4 separate regions of the Sus scrofa genome follow, and all the other regions are linked to region 4. The links are chromatin contacts, called in public Hi-C and HiChIP or PLAC-seq maps. All regions are on one chromosome and are shown on one strand. Each heading gives the region's core, a stretch centred on a gene start, on an enhancer-like site or on the middle of the called end of the contact. The rest is flanking DNA. Distances are from core to core; before and after follow the strand shown. Region 1 overlaps TRIO (triple functional domain protein). Region 2 has its middle 38 kb from the start of TRIO. Region 3 overlaps TRIO (triple functional domain protein). Region 4 has its middle 160 kb from the start of DNAH5.

Region 1 (4,924 bases), core at 955-3,454, 250 kb before region 4:
TGCCTGTGAAATTTTCACTATAGACTTCCTAAGGGTGAAAAAAAAAAAAAACTATGCTTCTGTGCATACTGTTATGTTTTACAAGAAAGCCAAAAATCTTTGCCTGACAGGCGAGAGGACTTGCATTCTATCCACATTCTCAGCAGTGCGGATCGGCTTCTAGGCAATGCTGCCCCCTGGAGGCCATCCGGGTAGTGGCCAAAAGCACACCACAGAGGAGAACTGGAACACAGCCCAGACTAGGGTGCAAGTGTGCACAGACTTGGGTCACTGTCCAGCATCCACAGAAGAGGCTGGCTTAGGAGGACACATGGGATTCTGGGGAGAAAAGTCCTATGATAAAGGTGTGGGAGAGCCTGGTCGTGGATCCAGCACCAGGCTAGGTCTGACCCAGGTGGAGCTCCACCCTAGCCCCTTCCCCACACCTGGGTACTGGGTGAAGCCTAAAGAGGGAACTGCAGCTCTGAGGGGAGAAAGCCCCTGAAAAGCCCTTTCCTCACTAGAGAGAGCTCCAAGAGGAACTCACTGGGGTAGGGGCGTCCTGGGAAAGGGATGTTTCCACCAGGTTCAGCGGGTGGTGGGATCGAAGCCCTGAGATCCAGGGGTTGCTCTAGCTGCAACCTCTCTTCCACACAGTCTGAATGCAGGATCAAGCCTCGTCCACGACAAAGTGGGAGCACAGCACACCAGGCGAGGGTCCTCATCCCCTGAGTGACCTTGGGGGAGTCCTCGGAGTGCACTGCCTTCAGTTTTCTCGAGGATGAAGCGGGGATTACCATGTATGTCTTCCCTAAGAGGCAAAGCCAGTCTGAGAATCAAGTGAAAGGACCACAGATGTGTGGGAGCACTCAGCAAACAGAAGCTGCCACCACTGGTGTCCATTTCCCTACTCTTGTTTTTGACAAAGACAATCAGGTACTGTTGGGGATGGGTGAGCCGTAAGGCCAGCATGGGAAGTATAAAAAACCAGGAGCAGAAGTAGGCGGTTTCACTGGCAACTTGCAGGCGGAATTTCAAGGGCACCTGCTGTGCATATAAAATGTGATTCCGTTTTAGGGAGAGGAAGCAGGGAGCAAAGGGGAACTCTTCCAGGCACGAAAGGCATGTTCTTCAGGCTGAAATGACCAACTGGTGCTTTGGGGCACATGCCTGTCACCTGACTAAGGAGTAAGAGTTTTTTTACTCTTGAGTGGGTGATAAAGATGCTTTAATGTGATGAAAGGAAATGTACGAGGGATGGGGGGGGCAAATCAACCTCAGAATCAAAGTGCTATTCCTCTCAAGCTCTTCAGATCTCTGAGACAGTGCCCGTCTCTGCAGCCTGCCCTCCCTCTCTCGAGCCTTCATCCCTTGCCTGCCAGCCCTGCCATCCCCACCAGCGCCAGCTCGCTCCTCTAAACTCTCCTCCCTCCCAACCTGGGGGCTGAAGCCCTGAAGGCAGCACCACACGTAGTGCAAGCAGGCGAGATGACCATCTCCCGGTCATGACCCTCCTTTTACTCTGTCACCCTGGGCCAGGAATTATCATGGACACTGTCCACGAACATGTGCAGGAATAGTCTTTGTTAGAAGCGTGCCACTGCCACCCCTGTGGCCCTACCTCTATAACCTGCCTACTTCTGATTCGAAACAGACTCAGATTTTAAAACCCACGAACGAAACGTCTGTGACCGAACTGGACTTACTCTTGCCGGGATCTTTTCAGATTCTATTTTACCACCTGACATTTCTGGAAGACCCTGGTCTAGACTCTGATAATCCTGCCCTCCACGCCAACCTGCCCACTACAGGCCTTGTGAGTGCAGAGAGAGGTCTGCAGTGGAAACGTCCCCCAGCCCCGCTGACGTCATCCACTGAGCAACACCCTCCATGGCTGGTCTCACTTACAAGGTTTTTAATGGAGCCACAATTATTTCTGCCTCAGTACCAAGTCTATGCTGGCTCTATGGCAATCTTACCACTTTCAAGATCGACATAAAAGTTCTGAATATGTTAGTGGAGTCAGTTCAAAAACATCTGCACAGGTTACCCCCCTATAGAAGGAGACACTGGGGATTAGAGCCATCAGCCTGTGGGGCCTCAGGTCCCTCTGGGGTGACTGATCTACCATCTCCCATCACCCGCTTCGTCAGCAAGCTGATCCGATCGTGGGCCTGGGCTGGAAATCACTTCCTTATTCCCATGCTGTGAATGAGTAATGTCTCACTATCGCAAACACTTTCTCCTGCACAGTCTGCTCAGAGACCCGTATGGGTGAATAAGGACAGCCTTGGTCTTAGGTTAACCAACATCCACAATGGATTCTTTTTCACAGCCATTCAGCCCCATTCTATCTTGAATACAAATTGATTGTCAAACGCCTGGTCAGACGCCCGCTAAGTCCACTGTGCCACATACTCTTCATCAAATCAGTAACTTAGTAAAGAATGAGCTAAAGTTCCCATGGTAATTTGCTCCTTTCCTTCCTGGAGGTTATAGACTGTCTTTTCTAGAACTCTGCTTAGGACTGACCTCAACCTGAGTAATAGGTGAAATCTATCTTCTTAAAAATGCTCAAGTGCATTTTTGGCCTTTGGGTCATCTCTTCCTTTTCCACAGCTCCTTAGAGATCAATAACCAAATTTGGTGATCTGATTATCAAGTTCTTTCACTACCCAGGGATCTAATTTGTCTTGGAATAGAGGCTTGAACTCAATTAGAAGAAATACGTTTATTCTTATAAAACCTTCATCCATTTCGGTCATTAACTTGTATTCATCAACATCATCAGTCCCAAGCAGAAGGCCCTTCCTTGATCTTGTGGTTCTGAGTTTTGCGCTTTAAAAAAAAAAACCAGACAACAAAACCAAAGAAGCCTTTACAGCCTCTACAGGCCCAGCTTACCTAGAGCTTTCAAGCTTTCTGACAAAACAATGCTGGTGATCAGCCTTTCTACCACCTATTCAACCAGAACGACAACAGTCAGTAACAAAACAGTACATGACGGAGATACACATACAGTTTAATTCTCTTAATTAGCCAAAGCTTTATCACATTTAGTTTATGAAGCTAACAAAATAAGAAATTAAGAATATTGGAGTTCCCGTCATGGCATAGCAGAAACGAATCCGACTAGGAACCATGAGGTTGCGGGTTCGAGCCCTGGCCTCACTCAGTGGGTTAAGGATCCAGCATTGCCATGAGCTGTGGTGTAGGTCGCAGACTTGGCTCAGATCTGGTGTTGCTATGGCTGTGATATAGGCCAGCGGCTACAGCTCCGATTAGACTCCTAGCCTGGGAACCTCCATATGCTGCAGATGCAGCCCTAAAAAGACCAAAAGAAAAGAAAAGAGAAAGAAAGAAATTGGGAAGATTAAAAATGCTCTCTTAAAAGAAGTCAAACAAGTAAACATGATGACACATACATCCATTTTCAGCTGGGCATTTTAAGACCTATAATGTCATGTTTCCTGAGCTTCTGTAGAAGTGCCTCACTTCTTGGTTACCTTAATTGAGGCTAATTTACAAACAATTAATTTTTTTTGGGGGGGGGGGCACACCCACAGCATATGGAGATCCTTAACCTGTTGCACCAGAAGGGAATTTCAAGATAGCATATTATTAATTCATTCACTCAATAATCTCCACTAAGGGGCCTTCTGTGTCAGATATATTAAAGTTCTCTGCACTTTTACACACTAACTTCTAATTTCTCTATTGATCTAAAATTCTTCTATACCTGAAAATATTGGGGAATAAGAAGAAACAGAAAATTCATGAATTTAAACCAGTTTTAAACCATTCTCTAGGAAGATAAAGTAATGTTTTATATGTATTAATTAAAACTAAACTGAAAAAAGGCTTTTCCTTTTAGGTAGTGACATCCCTCTTTCCCCAATGGCTAAACCCAAAGCTTTTACATATTTATTTGGTGAAAAAATAACAATTTGTTTATTTGCAGCTTCGGCTGGAAACAAAAGCAGTGAGTGATGTGAACAAAGCAATGTATGTCAACATGAATGGAGCCACGAGCAAAGGTTCCCTCTAACAGTCTCCTCTGCTCTGAGGATGGGGTCAGACACAGAGCCAGGGGCCTCACACCCAGAGAGGCTCTGAGCACTGCTATGAAGGTTGGAGTGAGGGGCTGGCTCTGATCAGACACAGAGTCGGGGGGCCTCACACCCAGAAAGGCTCTGGTTGCTGTTGTGAAGGTCGGAGTGAGGGGCTAACTCTGAGAAAGTGCAATGGAAATAGATTAAGCAGCTCTTACTGCTCAAAGATGAGTAAGGAAGGTGTCAGGATTCATACCTAGGTATTTACACCTCTCTGTCTTACACTGAAATCTGTATTCTGGTCAAGTAAGTTGCAATGCAAATGAGGAGGCAGTGCAGGCATATTCACTGGCAGCTACAATGGTGAGTGTGAAATTTCACTTGGTCCACAGCCCTCAGAGGTGTTATTCTCAACTCTGTGGTGAGAAAGCTGCGGTGGCAGTGCAGAGTGGCCTACCCCAGGGCACTCAGCCACTTCAGTAAGGGGATGTGTTACCCTGTAATATACTTAAGTATTTTAATAAAGACTATATTTTCATAGAAAGGAAAGCATAAGTGACTAGACTTATTTTTTTGGACATTTCCAACTATGAGAAGACCTCCTATTTTTAAAAATACCACATACCACAAATGATGTGAAAACATAGTTGTTAAACCAGTGGGGAGCAACTGAATGGCCAAAGTCAAATCTAACCCCCCATCTTGCAAGGACCAATGACACAATGGATGTCTGCAGGCCATTAACTTCCTCTTCCCTTCTCTGGTTTGCGGCTACCTGTTTGTGTGTGTCCATATCAGATAAATAAACTGAGGAAAACAAAACTTTAAGACCACATTTAGGGAGTTCCCACTGTGGCTGAGTGGGGTAAGGATCTGCACGGCTACGGCTGTGG
Region 2 (5,028 bases), core at 1,209-3,708, 130 kb before region 4:
ATCAATATTTTGCATTAGACATTGCTTGAAAATAATCCAGCTTTGTAGATGAGATCAGATGTTTTTTAAAATAGCCATTTCAGACCTTTTTAAAAAATAAAGCATTTTTAAATGCCCCAGATATCTGTTAAATGGCCTGATATGACCATTCATACATTTCTCTTCAAAAACTGACATACCTGCTTCCATGAAATAGGCTAAATACATTTTGCATCGCAACCTGCCATCATGAAAACACTTCTTTTTATCTGCAGATACGATGTTATAAACAGAAACAAATTTCACTATTTATTTCACTTCCTACACCAAATGTGATTTTTCAATATCGATTCTCTAAATACAGATCTCAGTATATCTCCCCCTATCGCAGTTGTGGTGTAAATCTTTCCCCAAACAGATACTGAGATTACAAAACTGGCTCCCTGGAGCTATCTGCCTGGCAAGCACCAGGCTTTCACGGCAGCCCTGGCAGTCTCGCAACATGGAAAGTTAAGCACGCCAGGGCAGCCACCACCTAACCCATAGATAAGCCAAAGAAGCATTACCCATCCACTGGTCTGGCCATCAGATTCCAAGGTCACAACTGCCCAGTCCCCTCCAACCATTGCCCAGCTCATCCAAATGTCAACACTGAATTGTACTTTTTTATCCTGTCATTCTACCTCTGAAACTACCAGTGTTTCTCTATAGGCTTAGTCAATCTATGGCTTCCTGCAATCATTTCATTCTCTGAACACCTCATCGACACTTGCAATGATAATGACAAAGAATAAATCTTTTAGGTGTAAATCTGGTAGAGAAGGAAAAACAAACAAACAAACAAAAAAAAGATCTTATAAAGGGATAGAATAAACTGTATTTCTACTATACACAGAAATAAGAGAGGGAAGGAAAAACATTTACCAAAGGATGTGGGGGGCAGTTCTCTGCTTCCTGAAGAACTTAACACTTATCATTTCAGGATGGTGGAGTCTTCAACTGATATCAGACCCTCAACCACAGCCAAGCCCCAGCCTTTCTTCCGAATCTTATCTCCCACCCCTCCCCCATGATGCAGACACTTTTGCCTTTCAGCTCAATGGCTAACTCCCCGTCCAGCAGGCAGGAACCTGGTACTTCCCATTCTAGCTAGCCCAAGATCCCATCCCAATCCCAAATCTCAACAGGTGCTGAAGCTGCCTTAGCTACTTCCTTTTCCCACAGAGCCTACCCCAGCTCCCCAGTTGCAAGTATAGTAGGTCCTTCCACCTGCTAATCCTATAACATACTGAAAAATATATTAGAAACTTCGTGTTTTCAAATTTTCTTTATACTTTTGTTAAAAGTTCCAATTTTATCTTTTGCAGTATATAGCACATATTAAGTAAAGAAAGAAAAGTGCTAATGGTCCATCTGCAGGTCAAGCATGTAGGAGCTGGTACCCACCACTTTCTCTCCAACTCAAAAAATTTTTAAATCAATAAGGAAGTGAGAGGTATTAGGAAAATTACATTGCAAACTTCAGTGCTTTGATTTCTTACCAACAGTGGTTAAGAAATTATTTTACACATACATGTTACAAATGGAAAGACTCACTGGTATGCTGGAACATTAAAACAAGAAAGAATGATGTAAAAGAGAGAGGATCAGGTAAAACAAGGCAATACTAGGGGAGGGAAGGAAGCAGAAGGGAAAAGGCAGAGAAGGAAAATAAGAGAAAAGTAGAGAAGAAGCTCAAGCAAAACAGCTCAGAAGTTCTGAGGAAGCTTATTAGCAGAGGGCAAACTGCCTGCCTGCCCCTCGGTGGCCCAGCTACCCTGTGAGAGCACGGTCAAGTGCTGGCCAGGTGTACCTCTGTGACTGACATCTTCCCAGGTGCTCACCTCCACCCCTTGGTACTATCCTATATTTGGAAATCTGTGGTGGCACTTGTAGCTGTCACATGGATGGAGAGGACACTATCGGCATTTAGAGGATGAAGGCCAGGAATGCTGGACAGACACTGCATGTGACAGTCCCTCTAACACACACACATGCATCACTAAGCATCTTACCTGACTTCCCAATGTCTTGCCAAATATTCAAGGAAGTTACACTCTAACTCCACTTTATGCATAAGCAGAAACAATTGGAGGGCAGGGCTCTCATTGTTTTTGGTTTTGTTTTGTCATTTTGGTTTGGTTTTTAGCTGCATCCCCAATATCTGGAAGTTCCTGGGCCAGGGATCAAACCCATGCCTCAGCAGTGATAACGCTGGATCCTTAACCACTAAGCCACTGGGGAACTCCAGGGCCACAGTTTTTACACACTACATTTTTTAGGACAGCTACAGTGTAGATGGAGAAAATCTCCACTTTGGTTTGGAAATGTACCGGGAGCTGATTGCTTCAGAAATCATGTCAGCAATGTGACTCATGGCATCTGAGTCACCGACACAACACACCAGGAACAACTGGCCTCCATGCAGCTCCACTCACGGAGACTCCATGCGTGAGTGCAAGTGGCCGCAAACACCATCCCATCTTCTGAGTAATGACACGGTGTCATCTGATCTTGGCTGCAAGTCTACAAGTTCATCATCACTCCTTGCATTTAGATAAAGAGTTTGTTTGGCTGACATTTTTTTTTTCCCACAGCAAGACTCAAGGAAGGAAGCGGCTGGGGGACTTAGAGATACACACTGCCCTGGCAGACCAGCACTTCCAGTACCACTGCTCTTCCTTACACCTAAGCACCCACGTACTTAAACGTTTACAAGTTACACGTATTTCTTCTCTGGTAGTTAAAGCATGTTTTGATTTTTTAAATTACTCATTAATTACATGGCAGGATAGTACCTAAAGCATTACACAATATATCATAAACCTGGGATGGTAGGTCTGTGGGAGTTGGGAACCACCCACTGTTGTGAAGAAATCTCCTCGATCCAGCCTTGAACACTGTCTTCCTAAAGGTACAGCGAAACCCAGCAAGGAGGGCATGATTACCTGGACTGTTCCAAGATGGTGAAAATTACATCACCCCCAACTTAAACGAAATTTCTAGTGACTAAGAACCTGTCTGCTGAGATGTTACTATTTCACTTCACTCAGAAGTGAGAAAAAGAGGGAGACCCCCACTCTCCTCCCATGTCTTAATACTAACGAAAGATCCTGCAAACAAGAACCCACAAGCCCATTCTCCCTGAACACTGCTTCTGAACTATCGCTGCAGGCTGAGTAGCTGCAACAGAGACCATATGGGTCCACAAAACTTAATCTGGTCCACAAAGCTGACAATCTGGCACTTCGAAAAAAAGTACCTACTCCTGTTCTAGATCAAACATACTTTGATGTTTTATTTTTATCTTAAATCTATTTTAAACATATAAAATCTATATCTCATAATCAATATTATAAATTTAAACATTATGGGGGACGTCTCAGATAAGCAGGATGGTTTGAACTTCCTTGTTAAATACATCTTAATTTTAGTCTCTTTGATTTCATGAACGCGTGTCTAAAATTTCCTGTCTGGATTCTGGTTTGTCACAGCCTGCAATCAGAATGGTCTGACCCCATCAATTATAATTTGATACATTCAAACATTAATAGGAGAGAAAACTTTTCTATCAAGTAAATTCCTCTAAAGTCAAAAGAGCTCTGTAAATACAAGTGGTGATAAAGCAGGGATGGATTTCATTCTAAAGAGCTTATTCAAACCGATGGGATTTGTGCCCATGTAAATTACCGCAGTTAAATCCACAGGCAACCTCCGGAAAGCTGCAAGAAACAGGAGCTGTACAGTGAGGTTTTTCTAGTCACAACTCTCTGGGCTTCGAGCCTGGGAATGTGAAACTGTGAGCTGCTGCCCCTTTGCTGGGAGCTCTCTCTCCAACATTCCCAGGTCAGCTGTCGGCTCACTCCCAGTACACAGTCTGTCAACCACAGGCTCACTTGTTCACGGCCACAAATGAGCCGTCCGCTTCGAAAACAGCTTCTGCTCGCGAGTTCAGCGTAGACCTCAGGAGGATTGAGCGGGAACTCGAGTCTCCGGCTTGGCAGGTCTTCTCACTGTCACAGCTGTCAAGAAGGACTCTGTTCCTGGCATATTTCCACATAGCACTTCAGAGCTAAAACTCCAGGTGCAGAAACTTACATTAAGACACACAGACACAATTTCCCCCCAGGTCTAATCAGGCAGTAATGAAAATGAACCTTTTTCTCCTTTTTCCTCGTTGGGGACAGAGGTGGGGGTGGGGTTTCCTTCATTCAGAAATTTGCCATCAAAAACCCAGGCAAGGCCCAGCTCTCACTCACTAACTAACCTGCCTGTCCTCTGAACCCTGGGGAGCACAGACCGCAACTCTCAGGGGCCTCTATGACAGACAACTTTGCTAAATATTAATATCGGCTGTACTCATTGTGAGTGTCAAACTTCACAAATATGATAATAGCAAAACTGGATTCTAACTTCACTCTGAAGAGATTTTTTCCATCACAACAGAAAACTAACTTTATTCTTACAGAGTAACTTCTCAGTTGAGATCAATGAACAAAGCTCAAGTTGTTTCCCTAAATTTCATTATCTACACTAAACAATTTAGGTGTCAGAGTCATTATCAGATGACTTGAACCCTCCCAATACAATCTCACCATATTGCAGACAAGGTTAAAAGCAGGCAGGGCTCTAGTATGTGCACAGAGGTCTTCCTCCCCAACCACGTGTCTCAGAGGCTGTGCCTTTGATGGCCCATTCCCTACAGAGCCAAGAGGAACAGTCCTGAGCACACAACAGACCTGGGAACACACTCACTGCTGGACTGCATTAAACACAAAAACCAGAGCAAGTCTCTGAGTAAAATCAATCTGCGCTCAAACCTGAAATCAAGTGGATGGGCAGGCATCTGGGTCTCGCTGAAGATTCTGCTTCACACAGCACCAGGATGCCCGTTCCTTATCACTAAGGCCAAGAGGGTGTTGTTCCTAGACTTTCTCCTCGTGCTGTGATTTACAGAAGACATCCCCCTTTAACTTTCCAAGAGGTGATCTCAGAGTCAGTCCCTTCCCT
Region 3 (5,140 bases), core at 2,425-4,924, 200 kb before region 4:
TCTTTTAGGGAAAGTGAAATTTTATAAGAAAATTAATGCAAGTGCTTTGTGAAACAGTGTGCTATTACATTACAAACAAAAGACTGTCATGTACAAGGATGAAAGTCCCAGACGGGGCAAATCGCTCCTGGAACAGAACATAAGGGCAATGCCACCACCAGCCCCATCTACCTCACTGGGCTGATATAAGGATGAAATGAGATTTTGTGTTGAAGAGCTCTGTAAACGTTAAAGAGCCATAAAAATACTGGTTGTTATTTTGTTCTTGGCTATTATCAGATTATATGGGCCCTTACAGTCATGGATAAAATGAGGTGATCATATTTATGGCTCACGGTGAAGGTACACCTCAATTAGCATTCACAGAACTTCCTGCAGTCATGGAAATATCTATCCACGTCACCCAAGATAGTTCCACACCCTGTTGCTGAGCATCTGAAATGTGGACACCGTAACGAAGGATGTGAAATTTAATTTAATTATATTTTTTATTTCTCAAATTAAAAAAAAAAATTTTTTCTTTTTAGGGATGTACCTTGCGGCATATGGAAGTTTCTGGGCTAGGAGTCAAATCAGAGCTGCAGCTACGGTCTATATACCACAGCCATGGCAACACCGAACCTGAGCTGAATCTGTGACCTATGCTGTAGCCTGTGGCAATGCCGAATCCTTAATCCACTGAGCAAGGCCAGGGATCTAACCCACATCCTCGCGGATACTATGTCAGGTTCTTAACCTGCTGAGTCACAACGGGAACTTCAATTTAATTCTATTTTTAAATTGTTTTATTAATAAATTTTATTTAACTTTGTGTAACTTCAATAACCACATGTGGTGACTGGCTACCATTCGGGACAGTGCAGCTCTAACAATTTTTTTTGTCTTTTGTCTTTTGAGGGCCGCATCCACGGCATATGGAGGTTCCCAGGTTAGGGGACTAATCGGAGCTGTTGCTGCTGGCCTACGCCAGAGCCACAGCAATGCCAGATCCAAGCCGCGTCTGCAACCTACACCACAGCTCACGGTAATGCCACATCCTTAACCCACGGATCGAGGCCAGGGATCAAACCCACAACCTCATGGTTCCTAGTCGGATTCGTCTCTGCTGAGCCATGATGGGAACTCCTAATAATTTTTTAAATAGCAAAAACTGGAGATTTTAAGGTGTAGTAAAAATCAAGTCACTTTAAATTCTCTGATTTATAAAAAGGTAATTCTAATGCAATTTACTGTGGAAGCTTCTTAATACAAAGGGATATAACACATGATCAAAAAAGCTGGAGGCTGAAGCCCTAAACACCGTCTGCCTGTAAAATCACTAACAGTGTGGTCATGTCTCCAGATCTGCAAAATGAAGTTCTGATCCCACACACGCCCCCACTGGAGGAGGGTGCAGGAGCATGAATGGCCAAGACATCTTTGGAAGGCATGGTCTATGCAATGTCGTTCTCATCCAGTTTATAAGACGACAAGGGAATACAACACAAGAAACCCTCAGACACAGAGGAGCAGGCTGGGTGCCAGGCGCGCACACCTGCCAAGCCAGAGCTCCCATCCTTCCAGGCCGGCTGCTTCCTTTAGTAAGGCCATTAGACACAGGGCACAAAGTTGACACTCCGTCCCCCTAACCAGACTCTTCAAGAGAACTCTGGATGAGGTTCAAGGAGGTGGTATGATGGAAACCTGTGCTATGATGTCCAAGGTCCAGTCTTTCCCTACTGAGTTTATGAAAACAGCTTAAGTTGTTTAAATTTTTAAAAAAGAGAGGACCCTCTGTTTGGGAAAAGCATCTTTGAAACTTGTTTGGAGACCAGCAATTTCAGAGGACTGCACTAACCACTGTCTCTAGACCGCTACAGATCCTGGACGTGAGCTGCAGCGGCCTCCAGCTAACCTAGCTCGTTTCAGACTGGCCCCCACAACCTTCAACTGGCTCTTTCCAATCCTGTTACTACCGGTCCTGAAGTCAGGGGTTTTTGTAAACTGACAGACTCCTTCGTCTGTCCTATGTCTGAAGTCAAGGGGAGATTCTGTCACTAACCAAGGACCTCTGTTCAGTCCTGAGCTTTTCTTCCCCTTGGAGGGCTTGTCCCTATACCTGTGTACAGAGGTATAGTTATTATACCACTCCTTAAGTTTTGTTAGTATTTTATGCTGTGTTTCACACTGCACCCTTAAAGCTCTGTCCACATGTCTTTATTTCAAGAATCTGAGCATAAGGCATGGCCAGCATTGTCAGTGAAGTTTTAAGTGTTAATAAAATAGTATTACACCAAAAAGGGGAGGAGGGGACGGAGTTGACCTATTTGGAGATTCCTCTGCTGGACAAGTCAACTACTTACTAGGTGTGATCTTCTTTGCTGCATCTGAAACTCAGTGGAGGGGGAGATACACACTTGAACCTGAGGGAAGAGAGTGCTTTCCGAAGCTGTCCCCTCTGCATGCTTCAGCTGCCTGGCACAGGCGGACTGCCTCAGTCAGAGTCCCTCTGAGATGTGAGCCTTCCCCAGAAGGCCACTCTGCCTCTAAGGCTATACTGGCGTCTCTGGCCCCTGATGTGTACGGGGACCACATGCGCCGTTAGAGCTCACTCAGGATCCCAGGAAATTCTGTTCACAGATTCATCCAACTGAGTTTCCTTCAAATCCATAAATTACCACCATTCATTTTATCCAAATAAAACCCACCAGGCTCTTCCAACTTTGCTGCTGTTTAAAATTTTTGATAATAAAACATTAGTGGAAAACACCCCATGGCACTCACATTTCTACATTATTTTCAGGCAGTTCAGAGCAGCAATTAATCTTCTGGGTTCATTTGTAATTCTGAATCCTGCCATTATGAGAGATTTTCCCTACGTGTTACTTTGTTTCAGACTGTCCATCACTCCCCTCAGCAGCTAGCGCTATTGCAAACTTTTTTTTTTTTTTATTCCTTTTTAGGGCTGCACCTGTGGAATAAGGAAGTTCCTAGGCTAGGGGATGAATTGGAGCTGCAGTTGCCAGGCAAGCCACACACACAGCAACACTGGACCCGAGCCGCAACTGCGACCTATGCTGCAGCCCTGCATGCAGCAAGGCCGGATCCTTAACCTACTGAGCAAGGCCAGGGATCAAGCCCACATCCTCATGGATACTAGTGAGGTTCTTAATCTGCTGAGCTGCAACGGAAACTCCTCTTTATTTTTTTCCCCTATTGCAAATGTATTCACATCATCTTAACTTACCTCTCTGGGGGCCCCCTGCCAAGTGACACACCTCCAAGCCCTGGGGGCTGCTGTACCCATACTATGCTACCACTCCAAACCGCACCTGAGCAGCCAGGGCCGCATGGCTCATCTCCCACCCATGGTAATATCCAGGGAGCAACATCACCTGGACAATGACAGGGACCAGAGGCAGCCACAGAGAAGTGTTGACAGTGCTCTGTGCTGAAGAGGGCTCCTGCTACTTTAAAACAAACTGGTTTTGTGGGGGGGCTCTTGTTTCTCCTTTATCATAAAACTAGTTAAATTCATTAGATTAGTAAGCAGAAAAATCTTACCACTAAAACTTAAATCCCCACTCACAGCTTTCACATGAGGCTATTAAGATTTTTTCCTCTTTCTATCCCACTCTGTTTCCTCTCTTGCTTCATACTTTAAAGGTTTCTGGAGCTGAGATCACTACTGATTAGCATCTCATGCAACATTCCAGCTGCCTTGCTAAGATCCTGCCCTCCCTCGCTGCCTCAGCGGAGACTGTTTCTAGATTAAAAGGATACTATTTCTGTTTTAGAAGCATCAGTGCAAATCCCTATGAATGTAAGTTTTTTTTCCCAAAAAAATTATCCCTGAGGAAGCTCTACCAGTGTTTTTCCTGTAACTTAAGGTAACCATGTGTCTCCTTCCCACATGCCTTCCTAGTGGCTAAACGTTCCTGAGCCTTCTTCCTCCACATCTTGACAAGGTGTTTTACTGCCTGGCCTCCACCACTAGCTTCTGAGACACAAGCAGTTCACTTTCCTTTGCTGCGTTCATTCGGGCAGGTTAACCTGTCTGGAGTGTGGGGAGTGTTACCTCTGAGATAAGGTATCATGACCAGACCATCAGCAGATGAAGCCAATGTGAGGTCCAAATGCGTACAGTAATCTAACAACTGTGAGAGACCTTGCAGACCACTGACCCAAAAACCATTTTTCCAGCCCAGCCCTTGCTGGCAGAGCCTGCTCACTGCTGGGGAGGCGGAAATCCTAGCCCTGCCCTTTCCCACTTTCCCTCCTGTGCACCCCACTCCTGGCAAAGGGGACCGGGGGGAAGCCTGCTGGGCTGGAGGGACCTTCTGCAAATCATGTTGCCCTGAGAAAGTGACAGGAGAAGAGGCTGAGGGCCTTGGCGCTAGGGCTGCAGCATCCACCTGTGACCCAACCACAGGGAAAGGCCAAGCCAGGCCAGGAGCCCCCCAGCCCCGACAGCTCCATGCGGCTGGAACCCCCTATACTTCGCAACTTTCTGTTCTGTGAGAAGAGCCAACCCCCAGAGTCTGGCACTCCGTTACTCACACCAAAGTATCCTGACTGGAATTCTCAGGTGATGACCATGAGGGAGAAGAGGAGTGGGAGTAGAGGGCATTTATGGCACCTACTGTACAGAAGGCACCGTGCCAGGCACCCAATATGATTACCTCCTTCACACCATCAAACAGCCCCTTGGGTAGATCCCTTCATGTCCACTTCGCGAATGAGGAAAGTAAGGAACAGAGAGGTGGGGTAAGTTCTGAGGTTGCACAGCGGGTGGGGACCTGCCCCAGGCTGGGAGGGGCTGGAGGAGGAGGGGTCGGGGTTGGGACCGGAGCAGGCACTGACCTTCTCAGCCTTCTGGTGGAAGACAGAGGACATGTCCAGCAAGGTGCTGCGCTCGTCCAGGGCCGCGGCGAACGCCTTCCACTCCTGCTCCAGCTGGTTGGCGATCTGCTTGATCTGCTGGGAGGCGTAGTGGCCCGACTCCACCAGGCGGTTGGCCACCGACATGATGCGGTTGATGTTCACGTACACGTTCTGCGAAAGGAAGGAGAGAGGGCTGGTCGGGCGAAGGCCCACAAGGGGCGTCTTTCCAAGAACGTGGTGGTGGGGGGGGGGGGCGCTTTCAGAAACAGCCTGGGAA
Region 4 (5,279 bases), core at 1,895-4,394:
TGGCCTCAATATAGAGGGTGTCCTCTGGAGTTGAGTGACATTGAGGCCTTAGTGGATCTATTCTAAGAAGTCAAGGAAAGCAGTACTGACCATATTTCCTTAAGAAATGAAGACAGTTTTAAAGAGGAAGAAAAGTTAAACTCAAAGTTATGGAGCTGGCTGTGTTAGTGAATAAATTATGAAAAACTCAAATAAGAGGACTTCTAGTATGTAAAATCCCAAGGAAGGCAGTTCAGGGTGGGGATGACATCAACATTGTCATCAGATGTGCAGGTTCCTTTCATCTTTCTTCCACCACCCTCAGAGTGTGGCTTCCCTTCTTAACGTCTACCTTGAGATACAAAATGACTGCTGGAACTTGCTATCACGTTCCATTCCCAGCAGGAAGAAGGAGAACGCTTCCTAGCTGAGTCAGCCTTCTTTCAGAAAATTTTCAGGAACTCTATCTAATAAGGTCCATTTGCATCTCACTGACATTTAATTTTATATTTTATTTTATTTTATTTTATTTTTATTTTTACAGCCATACCTGTAGCATGTGGAAGTTACCAGGCTAGAGATTGAATTGGAGCTGCAGCTGCCAGCCTATGCCACAGCCACAGCAACATGGGATCCAAGCTGCATCTGCAACCGATACTGCAGCTTGCAGCAATGCCAGATCCTTAACCCACTGAGCAAGGCCAGGTACTGAACTTGTATCCTCATGGATACTATGTCAGGGTTCTTAACCTGCAGAGCTGCACCAGGAACTCCTCACTGACCATTTTAGGTGGAGAAATTGTACCCAGGGTGCTGTGTTGGGAAGGACTTGCTGAAGCCTCTGTGATGAGGCTGAAGGCTTCAGGGGGTTGGTGGTGAAAACTGTGTTGGTTGACACTTTCCCCTCTTAAGCTCCTTTGAAGTCAAAACCCATCATATATAATATGAAATATCTGAAGTATTTAACTTTCATGACACTTCAAGTTTTGAAAGTAGGGAATCTTTCTCTGATTTCAAATAAAAATCATAAATATTTAAGCAGTCTTTGCTTCTCCTCCTTTTCTCATCCCTCCCACCCGTCCTCCTACCTCATCTCCAAACCCGAATTACTGGATTAATCTTTAATAAAGATCAGGGAAGAATTTTAGCTCCTGTAATTTTTTTTTTAAGTTTCTATATTCCATAGTGGGCTGCTTTATACATTCCACCCCTGATGGTTTATGCAGGCTCTTGGTATGAATTTTATGCCACAACGCCAGAAAAGTTAGTATTTCTTCTGAAGGAGCCCAGGTCTTTCAAGTTCTGATCCTGATGAAATCAATCATTTTATTTATTTAAATAGAACTTACATAAACTTACTGCTAAGAGGCTTTTAGGTAATTTACAAAATTAGGCATAATTAGAAATTAAAATGTTAGGGCTAAAATCAGATTTTTTTTTTTTTGTCTTTTTTTTTTTGCCATTTCTTGGGCCTCTCCTGCGGCATATGGAGGTTCCCAGGCTAGGGGTCTAATTGGAGCTGTAGCCACCGGCCTACGCCAGAGCCACAGCAACTTGGGATCAGAGCCGCGTCTGCGACCTATACCACAGCTCACAGCAACGCCAGATTGTTAACCTACTGAGTAAGCGCAGGGATCGAACCCGCAACCTCATGGCTCCTAGTCAGATTCGTTAACCACTGTGCCACGACGTGAACTCCTAAAATCAGATTTTTAAAAGGCCATTATTTTTCTTTTCTCTGACTTATAAAAAGGAAACAACAAGCCATGCTTCTTCGGCATCATTCTGTGTTGAAATGTAACAAATATTTGCCAGGTGCTTTGAGATCCACCCTGAAAGATGTTATAAGCTTCAACTGCCATTGTTATTAAGCATCATCATTTTCACATAGCTTTTAGCATTTATATCCTACCTCTGAGGTACTGTGAGCTGAAAGCATAATCTTTAGATTCAAGGGGCAAATAATTTAACAGAACAATGCGTCCTTGTTCTTACTCCACCCAGGAAACAATTACAGGAGAAATGAATAGGATGTGTGCTGACATATGCCATAGACACTAAGGATTGATTTTGTTTCTTCCTCGATGATCTTTCTCATGAGCATTTCTTCAAAAAGATGCCAATGTGACAGCCTTGAGCTGAAAGCCTGGCTGTCTCCTTAGTATTATTCAAGCCAACTGGCTGTTTGCATTGTCTTCTTGTATGTCTTTAGAGGACCTTGGCACAAAAAAGATCCTTTTAAGCTATCTTCTCTTGCTGACACTGCAAGAACAGTATATAATGTTCATAGATGAAGCACATCCTACAGGAAACTGGTCGAAAGGGTTGGATTCCAGTCTCTATTTCATTACTAACTGGCTGTGGTGTCTTGAAAAGATTGCTTTGATCTCTGTGGGTCTTGCTTTTTTCAGCTATGAAATGCAGTGATCTCTTCCAGTTTCATTAATTTATGAACTTATGAATCATTGAACTTTATTCGTTCCCATTCAGATCCATGTGTCCCAGTGTGAGAACAGGCTGGGCCATCTTTTGCTCCCTGTGATGTGACATGGTTTGCGTATTTCATGATGACTGTTCACTTCTGGTTTGTCATCCTCAGGAATCAATGATTAATATTCGAGTCACACAGAATCCTGTGGTATCTTAAATCTGGTACATAAAAGAATAAGGCCATTTGGTAAATAGTTATAAAGCATATTTTAAAAATCTAGAGGGAAGAAGTGAGTAGAGACAGGAAAGGTTAATTTGATTTTTTTCATTTTAACTAATCTCTCTTTGTACAGAAGACAACTGGTTCCTGATTCAACCACACGGATTCAACACTCAATCTGTGAAGAGACTTTATTGATTCTTTTTTAAACAATGAGAAATACAGACGGAGTGACATCCTCCAGACATAACTTTGAAAAGTGAATTGGTTGTGTTTTAAATCACAGAGATTTAAAATGGACAAATGGTTTGTCTTTGTTACTAGAGCCTTGGTTACTGGGCTTTGGTTAGTGGAGATTACTCACAGTTTATGAGTAATTTGAGGAAGGAGGTGGCTGAACTGTTTTTATTTATTTCTTTAATCCCTGAGATGTTTTTGTAAATATATGCCCTCTTTAAAAGCTACAGGGCTACAAAAACAGCATTGGATGAGCACACCTCCCCCTACTGGGCACCATTTGGAACTGCTTACCTGAGTGGATCCTGCTGACAAAGATGAGTGGATGGTGGATGGCAGATGATGAATGGTGGAAGACTCCCCTGGAAACAGGAACCCAGGGATTCTAACTCACGTTCAGGAGGTGGGAAGAATAATGATAGAGGTGTGTGTGTGTGAATTTTCTACCAGACAAGAAAAAACATCATAGGAAAAAGCATGCAACTCAGCAAATGGTCTATGTTAACTGGAGAAGATACTTATGAAAAAATCATGTGAACACATCTGGAAAGCTAGGTTGGAGCTAGTTAGGGAAGGTTTCAAACAAGCTGCAAAATGAGGAACCACTGAAGCTAATTTTGAGTGGAGGAATTTACTCAGTTCTTTCTCTGATCAGTAGCCCTTTGTTGGCCACGTCCCATAAGCTAGTCATTCGCTAAGTGCTGCGCACAGGCAGAGACCAAACCATTTGGATCCTATCTCAAGCAGGGGTCTAAAGTAGATAGGTCCCTAGGGAAACATACCACAACTAGTAACCGGTGTATCACAGGAAGTGAAACAAGGAAGCAAAAGGGATTACTTTCAGCAGTGGACTAGGGCAAAGTTTAATGGAAGATTTTCATGATGAAGTGCAAGTTGATCTTGGAGGTGAGAAAATCCTGAAAACTGGAGTGAGAGAAGCCAGGTAGAGGCTACCAAATTTTTTCGTATGTCCTATGCTGAAGATATACAATTTCATAATGTAACAATTTAGAGTCCTTTTATGTATGGAATGAATGTGGGTAAATAATTGCGGTGTATTCATACAATGGAATACGTTTTATATAAAAAGAAACAAACTACTGATTTATGCAAAAATATGGATGACTTTTTAAATTCTATTTTTATTTATTTTTTATTTTTTTGCTTTTTAGAGCTGCACCCGAAGCATATATAGAAGTTCCCAGGCTAGGGGCGAATTCAGAGCTACGGCTGGTGGCCTACCCCACAGCCACAGCAATGTGGGATCCAAGCCGTGCCTATGACTACAGCACAGATCATGGCAATGCTGGTTCCTTAACCAAGGGGCAAAGCCAGGGATCAAACCCGCATCCTCACGGATACTAGTCGGATTTGTTTCCACTAAGCCAGGATGGGAACTCCCCTTTCTTTTTTTAATTTTTGTTTTTAATTGAAATATATTTGACATGCAATATTATATTAGTTTATGGTGTACAGCATCGTAGTTCAATATTTTTTTTTCTTTTTATGTCCACACTTTTAGCATATTCAATTTCCTGGGCTAGGGTTAGAATCAGAGCTGCAGCTGCCAGCCTGCACCACAGCCACAGCAATGTCGGATCCAAGCCGCATCTGCAACATATGACACAGCTTTTGGCAACTCCAGATCCTTATACCCACTGAGCAAGGCCAGGGATTGAACATGCATTCTTATAGAGACCACATTGGGTCTGGAACCTGCTGAGCCACAAATGGGAACTCTGGTTCAGTACTTCTGTATGTGGATTTATCATCACAAGTCCATTTACCACTCCTTACCATACAAGGTTGTTACCATGTTGATTCTAGTCCCTATGCTGTATGTTACATTTCAGTGACTTATTTATTTTATAGCTAGAGGTTTGTACCTTAAACCTGTTTCACCCAACTTCCACCTCTGCTCCCTTCTGGCAACCACCAGCGTATCAGTATCTATGAGCCTATTACTGTTTTGTTTGTTTGTTTTTTTTTTGTAGACTCCACATGTAAGTGAAACCATGTGGTATTTGTCTTTGACTTAATTTCACGTAGCGTAATAGGTCTAGGTCCATCCATGTTGTCGCAAGTGGCAAGATTTCATTCTCTTCATGGCCAAGTTATATTCCCCTGTAGGTGTGCACCACATCTTTGTGATCCATTCATTAGCTGAAGGGCACTTAGGTTGTTTCCATATCTTGGCTATTGTAAATAATGCTGTAGTGAACAATGAGATACGTATATCTTTTTGAATTAGTTTTCTTGTATTTTTTGGGGAAAATATCCAGAATTGAAACTGGTGGGTTGTATGGTAGTTCTATTTCTAATTTCTTGAGGACACTCCATTCTGCTTTCCATAGTGGCTGCATCAACTGATATTCCCACCAACAGTGCACCTGGGTCTCCTTTCCTCCACATC

The links. Hi-C and Micro-C count contacts between places; a contact is called where the count stands out from the background. HiChIP or PLAC-seq counts read pairs in DNA pulled down with a chosen protein or histone mark.
Region 1: a contact with region 4 is called in an H3K27ac HiChIP or PLAC-seq map of alveolar macrophages. The contact joins two enhancer-like sites. A contact is called at or near these places in 2 of 47 Hi-C or Micro-C datasets (heart right ventricle and retroperitoneal adipose tissue) and 1 of 2 datasets of contacts at active chromatin or transcription factors (alveolar macrophages).
Region 2: a contact with region 4 is called in an H3K27ac HiChIP or PLAC-seq map of alveolar macrophages. The contact joins two enhancer-like sites. A contact is called at or near these places in 2 of 47 Hi-C or Micro-C datasets (embryonic fibroblasts and liver) and 1 of 2 datasets of contacts at active chromatin or transcription factors (alveolar macrophages).
Region 3: a contact with region 4 is called in a Hi-C map of embryonic fibroblasts, with 2.7 times the contacts expected there. The contact joins two enhancer-like sites. A contact is called at or near these places in 1 of 47 Hi-C or Micro-C datasets (embryonic fibroblasts) and 1 of 2 datasets of contacts at active chromatin or transcription factors (alveolar macrophages).

The regions. Positions count from the first base shown.
Region 1 is chr16:3,773,176-3,778,099 of Sscrofa11.1, reverse strand. All of the region lies in intron 10 of TRIO (triple functional domain protein), which reads right to left. Among named protein-coding and RNA genes, the nearest start is that of TRIO, 85 kb to the right of the region's middle. Within about 2 kb of position 2,204, at least 3 of the 83 cell types and tissues checked have an H3K27ac peak or open chromatin away from gene starts, as enhancers often do. A contact at or near this core is called in alveolar macrophages, where this site is marked.
Region 2 is chr16:3,650,656-3,655,683 of Sscrofa11.1, reverse strand. No RefSeq gene overlaps it. Among named protein-coding and RNA genes, the nearest start is that of TRIO, 38 kb to the left of the region's middle. Within about 2 kb of position 2,458, at least 13 of the 83 cell types and tissues checked have an H3K27ac peak or open chromatin away from gene starts, as enhancers often do. A contact at or near this core is called in alveolar macrophages, where this site is marked.
Region 3 is chr16:3,718,370-3,723,509 of Sscrofa11.1, reverse strand. It overlaps TRIO (triple functional domain protein), which reads right to left. Exons shown (of 56, transcript XM_021077142.1): 6 at 4,843-5,034. Among named protein-coding and RNA genes, the nearest start is that of TRIO, 30 kb to the right of the region's middle. Within about 2 kb of position 3,674, at least 12 of the 83 cell types and tissues checked have an H3K27ac peak or open chromatin away from gene starts, as enhancers often do. A contact at or near this core is called in embryonic fibroblasts, where this site is marked.
Region 4 is chr16:3,522,281-3,527,559 of Sscrofa11.1, reverse strand. No RefSeq gene overlaps it. Among named protein-coding and RNA genes, the nearest start is that of DNAH5, 160 kb to the right of the region's middle. Within about 2 kb of position 3,144, at least 8 of the 83 cell types and tissues checked have an H3K27ac peak or open chromatin away from gene starts, as enhancers often do. A contact at or near this core is called in alveolar macrophages and embryonic fibroblasts, where this site is marked.